Linked DNA regions of Hordeum vulgare: region 2 is linked to region 1. Evidence: chromatin contacts called from public Hi-C data. All regions are on one chromosome and are shown on one strand. The core of a region is the stretch at or near the end of the contact, and the rest is flanking DNA. Distances in the headings are between cores, read along the strand shown. Region 1 holds the start of LOC123428312 (CBS domain-containing protein CBSX5-like). Region 2 holds the start of LOC123428316 (tetraspanin-19).

Region 1 (6,798 bases), core at 20-2,519:
CACACGGTGCAACGCGCTACGGGTCGTGCGGGCGAACCATACGCACGATGTTGCCTGCATGACACACAAATTTTATAAAACGTTATCAAGATTCGGACAAAATAAAATCAACAAAGTTCGGTGCCGGGCGAAATGCAAACATTCAGACGTGTGGATGTTATCGTTTGGGAAACGTTAAGACTTGCCACTTGACAGCCATCTAGCAGGGCTCAAAAGGATTGGACAGTAGTCACGAGTAGCTAGAAAATCACCTCACTTGGCTTTGCTTTGCTTTGGTTTGGTTCAGTTAAGTTTCATTCACGGTGTTTTCATCGGAGACTTCACGCAAAATGTGATTTTCATCAGCGCTTAGATAAAGACAGTTGGTGAAATTCTTGCATTCCGAGAGGAGCCGAGATTAGTCCGCCATACTGTGCGCGCGTAGCAGGTGGCGGCGGAGCACCCGGAGCACGTCCAGGAAACTGACGACACCCACCAGCTCCTCCTCCTTCGGCTCGTCGTCCAGCACCCACACCTGCATCACGCGGTGCGCGACCGCCTGCGCCATCACCGCCACCAGCGAGCTCCGCCGCCGGCACGCGATCGGCTCCCTCCCCTTGGTCCACCGTGCCGAGTATGATGAACCATGCTCACCGCCTTGGCTCCTGCATGCCGGCGTGCCGTTCCTCTCCTCGTCCTCGTCCTCGGACGAAGAGCAGGATGCTGAGGAGGAGGATGGCGAGGAAGAGGAAGGGGACATCGGATGGAGGAGGTTACGGAGGCGGAGGGCGGCTGAGTGCGGGGTTCGGCTAGTGTGGACAAAGGACACCAGGAAGCCGGTCGAGAGCGCGGCGACGGATGCATCGAGTGAGCAGAGCGTCGACGGTGAGATCTCGCCGACTAGGCAGCGGCATGACACCAAGGCGACGGAGGCGTGCGTTGCCAGGGCGGTGCGCAGGAGCGGCATGATGGCGGAGAGTGCGTCGTCACCAGGCGCGACGGCGAGCGCGCTGCGGGCCGGGCGCACGGCGCCGAGGTCGGAGACGGAGCGCAAGGCGATCTGGGAGAAGAGCGCGACGGAGCCGAGGAAGAAGCGCACCACGTCCTCCACCGTGACCCAGCACATCGACTCTGGTTCTAGGTGCGCCGTTTCTGGGCGCCGGCGGTTGTCGCTGATCGGCACCACGAGGCTCTGCGCGCCGCCCAGCAGTGCGTCCACCGCTTCCAGCACGCTGTTCACAAGCCAACAAAGCTAGTCTCAGTAAGAGCTGGACGAGCGTGCATCGGTGCATGCACGTGGCGGACCAAGGGAGAGACGCGTGCGCGCCACCAACCTCGCATCGGGCTCCACGCGGCGGACCGGCGGCACGCCGCCGGCTGCCAGGAGGTCAGCGAGCGTGGCCTCGCTGCGGCTGCCGTCGTCGACGCAGAGGAAGAGGAGCACGTCGGCCATGCGGACCCTGCCCGCCACGGCCGCCCCCGCCCGGCCTTCCCACACGGCGACGGCAGCGTCCGGCCCTCCGCTTGCCTCGAGCTCGGCGACGGCGCGGGCGAGGGTGGACGACGGGGGCAGCCACCTCAGCGGCGGCTTGCCGATGCAGAGGTCGGACACATCACGCGCCAGCAGAGACCACGCCGCCATATACGCACGCACGCACGCACGCACCGACGGCGCCGAGTGATCTCCGGAGCCGGAGGCAAAATGTTGAGCGAGCTGACGCGCAGATATATGCACGCAAACAATATCCATCATGCGTACGCAGCGTGTGTGATCGATGTTGGATGGTGCTCCTTCACTTTCTCCCGTGAAACCTGGTCAGCTTTCTTTTCGCGGGGAGGAAACTGGTCAGTTTAAAGTGTACTCCAGTCCACTAAGCATTACTTTAATTTCTAACGGGCAAGAAACAGTTAAAAGGTGCTCCTCTAAGCAAGCACTTGGCTCTGAATTAACCTTCAGGCTGCAGGCTGCTCGTAATAAAAGTATCAGTATAGTGTATATGATATTAGTATATAATATTATGTATGATATTATTTCTGTAATATTGATTTTTGTTAATTAACTGGATATTTTTTGTTTAATTATTCGATAAGGTAATTTTCACCTTCTCTTAAAAAATATTATTTTTATAATATTGTATCATAGGTTAATATAATACAATACACTATCTATTATGATATCACTTTCTCTTTTTTCTTGTTAATTAATGTATATGACATAAAATAATATAATAACATTTAATATGATATACCGTATCATAATACTCCCATGAAGCCAATTTAGTTTACGCCTAAGTTTTAAAAAAAAATCTACAATAGTCTCCCCTTCGGAAGACCTAATAAATCCAGAAAAATGCAAGCACCAACGTCAATTCTAGGACTTGAACTCTAATGGGCAGGGGATATCACAGTCCTCCTAACCATCCAACCACGGATTAGTTTGCATGTAATTAATTATATGGAAGGGATGCCTTTCAGAAGGTGTCTGTTGGGAAAAGGTATTTCTTAAACACACCCCTTAATCTTGTATATAAGTGGATCTATCACATAAAAATGGATCTAAGTGAATTTTTTGCTTTTGCTTTACAACATGTAGCACGTGTCTCACTGTCTCTCCGCTGAGAGAGAAAGAACCCCTCCAAGCGGCAGTTACGAACGCTCCCAACAGAGATCAACTTGGCCGTGAAGAAAAGAAAGAAGGGGCCTCTCCACGGCAGTTCCGTTGAACACCCGCGGCGAAGCCTTCCAGCGCCAAGGCGAGACGCTGCCCTCGGCTGATTTCCATGCAGATTGATAGCATGCGCCGCCGGCGGAAGATGTCAACACCAGTACACCACCACAATCTACAAATATGCTGAATGAAAATCCATCAGCATGGAGCAATGGATCGATCGTCATCTGGTTTGCATATACACTCATTTAATTGATTGATTGGCTATGAGCCGTACGTGCTTGAAGATGAACTGACCCTTCCTTTTTTTTTGAAACAGAGGCATAAGATTTGCCTCATTCTTTAAATAAGAGGAGAATATAGTTTGAGTTTTACAGAACCTCCTGCCCAGCGGCATGACAATTACTCCCAAAATATTACAGACCCGTTTCCGTTTCTTGCCCGTTGGAAACGGTTAGAGGTGCTCCGTATAATGCCGATCTCTAAAATGCGTTTACAGAAAAACGATTTTACGGGTCGGCGCTGGTGACGACCGAGCACACCCCGTAAACTGGATCCGTAAAAAAAATATTTTTATCTTTTTACAAGTCCGGTTCGCGGGGTCTGCTCGGCCGCCTTCTGCTGCCGATCCGTAAATCAGTAATTTGCATTTCAGTTTCGGGCATAAAACACATTTCTTTGTTTCTTTATTTTTTTTAAAGTCATTGGATACATAATAATCTTAAATCTTTGCTAGAATAGCAAGACCAGAGAAAACAAGAATCAAAATTCAGTATTTTAGAAAATATCCAACTTTCATAACTGTTCCCACTAGTTGGATCAATATCTACTTCATGCATTCATTGTTGATCTGCGGATTCTTGATCTTGCATTCTTTATCCTTCGGCTTTTATTCTAAAGAATTAGACGTTGCTTTCCTTCTAGTTTTTTTTCTAATTGCACATGCAATCATATCATTAGCATCAATTCTACTAATGAGTGCACGAATATCTATTAAGTTTCTTGCTGTCAAGAAATGCGATGTATTCTTTTTCCCAAAACAATACACACATGACCATCTCAATAAGCTATCGAAATTGAACCGAATAGGTTGACAAAGCCGAACGAAAACAAGGACATGCCCGTCGTTGTAGTTGAAGAATACCCATCCCGGGTGTTAAGGCGTGCTAGATGTTAGCCGCAACACTGTCTGTGTCTAGTCATCGCACGGTACTAGCGGCATAGGGGAGCCGGCGAGCCGCTGCGCGAGCGCCAAGCCCGGGCGACGACCGGTCGAGTACTTGCTGGCAAACCGACGACGGCGGCTAGAGGACGAACTAGTACCTGCATGCGGCGCTGGGGTTTTGCCTGGGCTGTGCGGGGTGCTTCCCGACCAATCCATGGCTTGGTGCAGCCGTCGGTGGCCGAAAATATCAAATCCGACGGTCGCGAAAAACAGTCGTCGATCTACAATTTTTCGGTCGACCGAGGCAGGAGGAAATGGTGGAGGTCAATCTCGGGCGTGTGGCGGCCCGCCGGCGTGATCCCGATGGTTGGTATGGCTGGAATCGTAGGCGATGGCCTGACGAGGTGGGTGAGGAAAAGTGCGGGCTGAAATCCTCCCTCCCCCTCCCAACCGCTCCCCCTATATATAGGGCACCGACGGGACGAGGGGGAGAACCTGCATTTTCGCGGATTGATGTGAGAATTTTGCCGCGCCTAGCAAAAGTATTTACGGGTCCGATGCGTTTGCGGGATTTGATCGGATAGTTTTTCTTTACATGGACCTATATTTTAACGGTTATTTTGCGGGTCGGAGTATTATACGAGATCTACTAGACATGCTGTAAGCAAACACTTGGCTCTGAATTAACCTTTATAATAGGCCAAATGACGACGACCAAGATCTGAATATGCGGCGGTGACAGATTATTTTTACGACTACCAATCTCTACTTCTCTACTGTAATAGCCGCAGATCCCATGTATGCTACTCCATTTTTATGCATCATCATGTCATCATGCCACCATTGAATTGCATGACATCAACTTATTTAGGAGCAATTTTTATTGCTCGATGCACCGATGAGAACTTACTTGAAGGATCTTACTCAATCCATAGATAGGTATTGTGGAGTCTCATGGCAAGAAACTAGGTTTCAAGGTTATGGATGCCCCTACTTAGTGCGGAATTTTTGGGCTAGCAAAGGATCTAAAGTAAGCATCACATTTTGAAGGATCCAAGACCATATAACTTCTATGTGAATATAGACTACCATGATCGTTACGTTATCTTCCATTTCCAACATCAAAACTTGATCGTTATATAATATCCGATGAAGGCTCACAATCATAAAAGACGTCCAAGATAGTGTTTTTATATGTGAGTCTCCTCTCCTCGATCATAATCTAGCTTAAATTGCAACAATGACTAATACTATGTTTGTTTACTATCAACAACTTTTACCACATATGCCCTTTTTGTGTGAAGTCATTACTTCTCATAAGACGAGCATATGATCTTTATCTTTCTTTTTATTGACATGCTAAGATGATGGGTGCCCACAGGTAAACCAAAAAAACTCAACTAATTTTTATTATATAACTCGCATACTCGATTACAAGGATAGACGGAACTCAAAGCAAAAATTCTAAGCAAAGCAAATTTGACATTTATTTCTCCAAATCACGAAACAACTAAGGATCGAACTAAGATAGATAGTAATGATGGAAGTGATGATGATACGATATCGGGGCACTTCCCCCAAAGCATGGGACAAGCCAAGGGTGGTGCCCATACCAATGTACTCAAGCATCCTTCTCACGTGATGGTGGTGGTGTAGTAGGGACATTCTTCTTCTTAAGCTTACTCGGAGGATAAAATTCTCCTCCCTCAAGTCATCGTTTTCTTGCTCAAGCTTCAATATCTTTTTATATAATCCCATCTTGCTTCCCTACAGAAAATGTGATGGGATAAACTGATCCTTAGATTTATTTACCCGTTTGGAGACTTGACTTCTTGAATTTCACATGCATATCTTCAGGCTGGGGTAGTAGAACTTTATCCCCATCTGAGTTGGCCTCCTTTGTTTCCTCCAAATCATTGTCCTCTTCCTCGTTTGTGGACCAAAGGTAGGGATAGATATCCTCAAAGATCTTTGGGTCCAAAATATAGTAGGAAACATATACCTCTCTCCATCTGAATCTTGAGATGACATATTCTCAGGCATGCTAGAAAAACAGCTCGAAACAAGAATAGAGGAAAATCTCGCGATGCGATGGTCAAAACACACGGGAGTATATATAATGAATTTTTCCAGGTAAGAATACGTGATCATGAAGAATTCAGAGTCCGGGAGGCGCACGAGGGCCCCACAAGCCATTAGGGAGCGGCCAGGGGGTCGCCCTATTGGTTTGTGCCTCCCTCGTGGGTCCCCTCGACTCTGTTTTATTTTTATATTTTTTCCAAAATTCCAAAACGAGTAAAAAAAATATTTTTTTGGAATTTTTGGAGTCGGTTTACTTACCGTACCATGTACCTACCCTTTTTTCAAGTTTTGGAGTGTTCCGTAAGACTTCATTTATGTGCTCCTCCGGTGTTATGACTTGGATGACATTAGTTTTCTCATTAATGGGTGTGCGTGAAATATAATGCTTGATTCTTTGCCCATTCGCCACCCTCAGGTTTTTACCTTTGAATTTATTATTTTTTATACCACCAGAGCGATAAACCTCCTCGACAACATAAGGTTCTTCTCATTTGGATAGGAATTTCCCTGCAAAAAATCTAAAACGAGAATTGTACAAAAGAACTCAGTCTCCTACATTGAATTCTCGTTTTAGAATTCTCTTGTCATGCCATCTTTTAACATTTTCTTTAAATAACTTAGCATTTTCATAAGCTTGTGTCCTCCATTCATCCAGTGAGCTAATATCAGATAACCTCTTTTCACTGGCAAGTTTAAAATCATAATTAAGTTCTTTAATTGCCCAATATGCCTTATGTTCTAACTCAAGAGGTAAATGACAAGCTTTTCCATAGACCATTTTATATGGGAATGGGATTCTTATAAGCAGTCCTATAAGCCCACAATGCATCATCAAGTTTCTTAGACCAATTCTTTATGGACCTATTAACAATCTTCTGCAAGATTCAGGGTGATAAGGTGATGC
Region 2 (6,928 bases), core at 1,224-3,723, 190 kb after region 1:
TGAAAGCAGATAATTACTCGTCCAATTCCACCGAAGCAAAATTGTAATACTCCGACAGTCTAATTCGAGCATACTGAGGAGCTGTTCGGTGATCCTCCAGCTCCCTGAAATCTAAGGATCTGCAGAGCACCCTTTTTCCTGCTCCACGATTTTTACCTGCTGATCTACCAACTCCGGGAGTGGAGTTGCGGAGCCGGAGGGCCTCCGAACAGGCCTTGAAAGACCTCCAACTCATTTACTGATGTACATCTACACAGTTATTTAGTTACAAGCATAGGAAGCAAAAGGTGAAAAAATTGAATTTCAGAGAATTGCTCACCTGAGCAGCCACCACCGAGAGGGCTACCCATTCACATACGTCAAAATTTGATCTCACGAAATGCTTGAATTCATCAAACTTCCCAGATGGGTCATCTGGGAAATCCTGTAGGTTTGGGAATTATCAAACCATCACAAATCAAATAGCAGATATAATAGAAATAACTAGTTATGTACTAGCAACCGAAGTGCTTTTTACCTCCTCCCAGTAGCTATTCAGAAATACATCAGCGGCGATTGCAGCTTCCAGTATGACAAGCAAGAATACAAAGATCATGTGCTACATACATGTCAGGTTAAGGCAAAAAGTCCACATCACCAAGCCACTGTACATCCATCTAAGGTCATAGAGCTCACTCCCAAGAACATAACTGGGGCTTAAGGTTTCACCAAACTATTATTAGGAGCCAACGGTTCCATTTCAAAACTGAACTGCTACAAACATGATGCATCAGTTTTCTCTTTTTTTTTAAACACCAATTATATTTAAAATGGATATATCTAGAAAAGAAAAGGCTTTGGTCTTTATGCGACAACGTGAAAGGCATTGAGGCACGTGATTTATAAACCGGTAGCAGCTATCATGTCAGGCTAGTTAAACACGCTAACGCACTCCGTATGTCAGACGCTTCCAAGGATACACAAGACAGGCAGGGGCTGTTGGCAGTTTCAGCGGCGATGTGACCTGAGCAGGTGAGCAAGCACATGATGATCCCCAGGCTGAGAAGAGTGTAGATAAACCTGCACAACAAGTGAAATTCTTTTATATCAAAACAGACCTTTCATAGTATTTGTATAGTAGCATTACATATACGCAAGCAAGGCACCTGAAAATTCCTTGAATACTGGCGGCATGGATTCCTAATTTATCAGGCCCAACATAAAAAAAGCATGGTATGTAGAATAAGCCATTCGGTGCGTCGACGTCTTAACAGCAAAACGAGAGGAAGATGCCGGTCACTACAGACGTGTCTAAGTTGGCGAAAGAGATTGTTGAGCACAAATCGCTGTTGTTTCTTTATCCCCCATGAGTGCTCCAGCATAGCCCACCAATCAACCGCACCGCGCAAACAAATACATACATCCATCCTTTTCGTTTGGGCCATCCGTTGGCCGTTGCATCGCAGTCGTATGACGACACATCGCAGCCGCCACCTAAATTTGTAGAGCGCAATTCCACCGTAACCACCGAATGGCACTTGTATCTAGTTGCTTTTTTGTTTCCTGTGCGTCGTCACTGCACACAAATTCAGTGGAATAGTGGCTGCTGCTGCTGCGTGTCCCGCCCGTCAGCAGTCGGGGGGAAAAGGGGGACGCTTTTGGGTTTGGGTATGGTTCGGTTCCTACGCCACTTCCCGATCCTTCTTGCTTTGCTAGTATCTCGTTCGTTCCAGCACGGAGCTGATCCTGATCCTCCGTCGCTGCTACATCCGATGAAACAGTGCGCTGGCAGGATGCGCGCATTTCACCGGGGATTTGATCGGAGGTAGGTGCAGCGGGTATCTGGGCGACGGATTTCGCCGCGAATTCGGTCGGAGGAATCGGGAGCGGCAGCGGAAATGGGGGGAATAAAGCAGCAAATCATCCAGCAGGAAGCAGCGACTAGGCGAAAGCAGAGATTGCGACGCGAGTCGCGGCGCTACGCGAGATCCGTGGAGTTGAGGGAGGAGGAGGAGGAAGGGGGTGGTACGAACCAGGGGGCGGGGAGGTGGCCGGCGGCCTGCTGGGACCAGGCGCGGAGCACCCAGAGCGCGTAGAGGATGACGGCCATCCCGGCGAGCCCCACGACGGAGTTGGCCGCCTTGAGCGCCGTCTGCACGCAGCTCCGCACCGCCGCGCGCCCCGCCATGCCCTCCGTCTCGTCGCCGCCGGCCAACCAGCTCTCCGCCCGGCAGGCCGCTCCCCAAGCTCGAGCCTTTTTCTGCCTCTGGGGGAGCAGCAGTGGGAGACCGCAGGGAGGAACGGGGCGGGGCGGGGCGGGGCTGCGGGAGAGAGACCGCAGGTGGAGTTTGACGGACGACGGTGGCGTGGGGTTTCGGGGAAGCGGGTGAGGAGAAAGAAAAGACTTGTGAAGACCGGAGCGGGGAGAGGGGAGGGGAGGGAGTGGGGTGGGGGTGGTGGGGGGTGGGGTTGAGCGGCGGAGGCGGATGGACATGGACTGGACGTGACGACTCGCCGGGAAACGGGAAATGGATATGCGATTTGGAAATTTTCAGACAGCGATGGTTGCTCTTTTTTTGTTTTTGTCTCTTTTTATTTTTTGCGGCTAGGTTATTATTAATAATGATGTGGAGGGGTTGGTCTGTACACGATAAATCCATATTTACTCGCATATACTCCTTCCGTTCCTAAATATAAGACATTTTAAAGATTTCACTATGGACTGCATATGGATGTATATAGACATATTTTAGAATATAGATTCACTCATTTTGCTCCGTATGTAGTCCATAGTGAATTCTCTAAAAGGTCTTATATTTAAGAACGGAGGAAGTACCTCGTATTTATTTTTACATACAGTACATGGCTTCGCGGTCGCCTCTTGTCTATGTCCGTCGACAGAAAACAACCCCCTCCCCTCCCCACGCGCGTATGAGATTGTGGTTTCTCTCTGCGCATTTCGAATGCATGTCTTTAAGATTTACGTCTGGGCATTTCGGATGCTTGTCTTTAAGATTTACGTGTAACACCATCACATTCACCGACCATGGCTAACATTTAGGAGCGGTCAGTTTTTGTGACATCTGAAATCAAAGATCATCGTTCGATGGGTGTGTGGTGGAAAATTGTTGCATGTATTCATGTGTTGAAAGCGTGTACTCGATATCTCTACATTTAATCATGTACTTCCTCTGTCCTAAAATAACTGTCTCAACTTTATACTAGCTCTAGTACAAAATTGTACTAAGCTCAAGACACTTATTTTGGAACGGAGGGAGTACTATACATCTGTGATCACCTGTTTTATGATTCGAAAGATCCACTCTTTTAAGTCTGTTGTGGAGATTCTGACCGCCCTGTCCTCTTGATTAATGCACACCACTCGTCAGATTCTTATAATTATATACACTTGACAACCTTATTGTTTGATTTTTGTGGTACAACCAACCAAGGCTTTCTAATGCGTATGTTAATTGGAAGACGGTGCTTTCCTTGACTACGAGGCTTCCTATATTAACTTTGTTATTTTTAATATTTATTGGCTCAGTCTCTTGAAGATACTTATAGAAGTAGAATTTGTGTGTGTGCATTCTTAGAAGTGTGATTATAAGTGTGCGATTGTATTCTAAAACAGAAATCACTATTCATTGGAGAAATATCGCTCCTATTTTCACATGCTTGTTGTATGCTACATGATTTGACAATGTGTGCATATTAATTAGCAAGACAAATAAAATAGGTGTCTCAAGGGCATGTCTAGATGTCCTCTAATTCATGCACATCTAAGTGACTAAAACCCACATAAAAAATATTAAGAAATACCCGCACGAATCTTTGTGTAAAATCAGGGACATGTAATTTAAATGTGCAATATTTAAAACACATTTAGATGTACTTTATCGAAATCAAAATAAAATCTTTAAAATGATGTGGTACTACGTTTACCTTGCCAGTGAAATGCAGACCAGACGTGTGCCTGCCCTCTGAAATAATCTACTACTAGTGCCTCGTTAAATTTCAGCCTATAATTTTTTGTGGAAGACGGGACACGACTTCCTTTGAAGGGTGGCATTAATTCATTGACACTACTCGTATTAGTAGTTGTGAAGATCAAATGTACATTGCCGTGCAAATCATACTTTCAATGTGATATGAAAATTTTGGACAACGGCGGTTACTTGTGATGTGGATGTCGATAGTGCACATGGAAGCATTTGTTTGTTTGTTTGTTTTTGCTCGGTACCTTCATATTTATCCGTGTATATCCCCATGCTATGTTTGTATAACTTTGGAGTCACCTCTAATTTATGTCCTTCCAAAAGAAATCCCCTATTCCACATTCGTATAAATGTGTAATTTGTGTTTGTGGCTTATCAATCACTTAGTCCTCCTAAATCAAGACGATCTATAACACATTTGTATTCATTGACTATAGTTGAAATTTAAGGTGGCCATTTTCTGAGATATCTAAATAAAGCATCATAGTTGATGGTTGGGTGGTGGAAAAACCCCACATTTATTTGAGTGTTGAAAAGTATCTAGTACTCCCTCTGTCTCAAAATAAATGTCACATTTTTTGTATTAAGTTCGTATAAATTTAGTACTAGAACAACGACATTTATTTTGAGACGGAGGAAGTACTTGGTATCTTTGCATTTATTTGTGCGTCTAAAATCACCGCAGATCGCATTGTTATGGAGAGCATGTCATTTTTTGGTGTAAGCATGACACTTTTTTTGAAGGCATGGCATTTTTATTATGAATAGCATGACATTTATATTAATTATACAGCATGGCATTCTAATTTTTTAGAAGGACGACATTTTTATTACAAAGAGCATGGCGTTGTATTTTTTTAAAGAGCATGTCATTCTATTTTTGAAGGGCGTTGCATTTTTTGTTTTGTAAGATCATGGACTTTTTTATTTTAAAGAGCATGCCACTTTTATTTTAAAGACCATGACATTTCTATCATAAAATAACATGTCATTTTTAAAAAAAGATTTGCATTTTTTTATTTTTAAGAGGATGGCATTTTTTGTTTTAAAGAGCATGCCATTTTTGTAACAAAGCACATTGCATCCTTTTTTATAGTTGTGACATTTTCATTTTAAAGAGTATGTTATTTTTATTTTAAAGAGCAAGGCATCTTAAATTCTTAAAAAGTTAATCCCCACTATTAGGAATTCCCATAACATGCACGCTGTCCACATTAACAATGATGCCATGTAAGAGTTCAGTTTGCAAAATTACTGAGTGTGATAAAAAAATAACTCTTCTTGTGTCCACGTCACCATATTTTCCCAAACTATCGATGTGTGCCATAGAGCATGAATTTTTTTCTTCATTTTATAGAGTGTTCTATACACCAAGGGTCAGCTCTGAGCCCTTATCTTTTTGATTTGGTGATGGATGAGGTCACAAGGGATATATAATGAGATATCCCATGGTGTATGCTCTTTGCGGATGATGTGGTGCTAGTCGATGATAGCCGAACGGGGGTTAATAGAAAGTTAGAGTTATGAAGGCGGACTCTAGAATCGAAAGGTTTTAGGCTTAGTAGAATTAAAACTGAATACATGAGGTGCAGTTTTAGTGCTACTAGGCACGAGGATGGAGAGGTTAGCCTTGGTGGACAGGTGGTACTGGAGAGAGACACGTTTCGATATTTGGGGTCCATGTTGCAGAAGGATGGCGATATCGATGAAGACGTGGGCACCAAATCAAGGTTGGGTGGATGAAGTGGCGCCAAGCTTCTGGCGTACTCTATGACAAGAAGTGCCACAAAAGCTAAAAGGCAGGTTTTATAGGACAACTATCCGACCTGCGATGTTGTATGGCGCGGAGTGTTGGCCAACCAAGAGACGACATATCCAACAGTTAGGTGTAGCAGAGATGCGCATGTTGAGATGGATATGTGGCCACACAAGGAAGGATCGGGTACGAAATGAAGATATACGAGAGAGACTTGGGGTAGCACCGATTGAAGAGAAGCTGGTCCAGCATCGTCTCAGATGGTTTGGACATATTCAACGGAGGCCACCGGAAGCGTCGGTGCATAGCGGACGGATAAAGTGTGTTGATAATGTTAAGAGGGGTCGTGGTAGACCAAACTTGACATAGGAGAAGTCCGTTAAGAGAGACCTGAAGGTTTGGAATATCGACAAAGACTTAGCCATGGACAGGGGTGCGTGGAAGTTAGCTATCCACGTTCCAGAGCCATGACTTGGCTTCGAGATCTTATGTGTTTCAACTCTAGCCCGATTGGAACCCTCCTGGGAAGGATTAGTTCACTTGTGTTTGGAACATTCCCAGTTACCAGTGGTTGGGGTCCTCCTATGCGGGTTGCTTGAGAGGAAGTTGTACCCATCATACCTTCAACTCAAAATTAAAAATATCTTATGTCATGTGAACATCACATCCATCTCAAAAAGAAAAATTAAATCTAAAAACTTTTCTTGAAAAGAAAAAAAGTCTCACTTTCTTTTTAAAAATAACTCTAAAAAATAAAAAACTTCACTTGCTCACTGCGACCAATCAGCATGTGCCTTGTGGCGTAGCTGGTTGACCACCATTCTAGCTATGGTTAATGTGTTTGATTGCGTCCATAAAAAAATACGTACTAGTAATCATATCATAATTGTTCTTTTAAGTTAATAGAAACGGACATTTCCTGTATACGGTTGGATGTCCAGCTTTCATATCACTATCCACGTAGGGATACGTTGTTTGATTTTAGGGTCAACCTTGGAAGTGTCTCTAGTATATATCCATGGAAGAAAATCAGTAGTACTAGAGTGCTTTGGCATGCCCATCACGCCGTGCATTGACCGGTTACCCGGCCGGTGAAACACGCACCACACGTGCCTGCCCCTTTGACATAATCCAGTGCCCCCCGTTTGACTTCAAGCACGGGACTCTAATTTGGCCGCCCCTTTTGGTACGTTTT

The links. A called contact is a pair of places that touch in the nucleus more often than the background predicts.
Region 2: a Hi-C map of leaf shows a contact between it and region 1, with 3 times the contacts expected there. The contact joins the promoter of LOC123428316 here to the promoter of LOC123428312 in region 1. A contact is called at or near these places in 2 of 6 Hi-C or Micro-C datasets (leaf and seedling) and 1 of 1 datasets of contacts at active chromatin or transcription factors (embryo).

Annotation. Positions count from the first base shown.
Region 1 is chr2H:644,751,686-644,758,483 of MorexV3_pseudomolecules_assembly, forward strand. LOC123428312 (CBS domain-containing protein CBSX5-like) reads right to left here and starts at 1,270. Exons shown (of 1, transcript XM_045112509.1): 1 at 129-1,270. The coding sequence starts at 1,105. The coding sequence ends at 398. All of the region lies in intron 1 of LOC123428311 (E3 ubiquitin-protein ligase AIRP2-like), which reads left to right.
Region 2 is chr2H:644,942,314-644,949,241 of MorexV3_pseudomolecules_assembly, forward strand. LOC123428316 (tetraspanin-19) reads right to left here and starts at 2,474. Exons shown (of 6, transcript XM_045112512.1): 1 at 2,013-2,474; 2 at 960-1,059; 3 at 518-598; 4 at 320-424. The coding sequence starts at 2,473.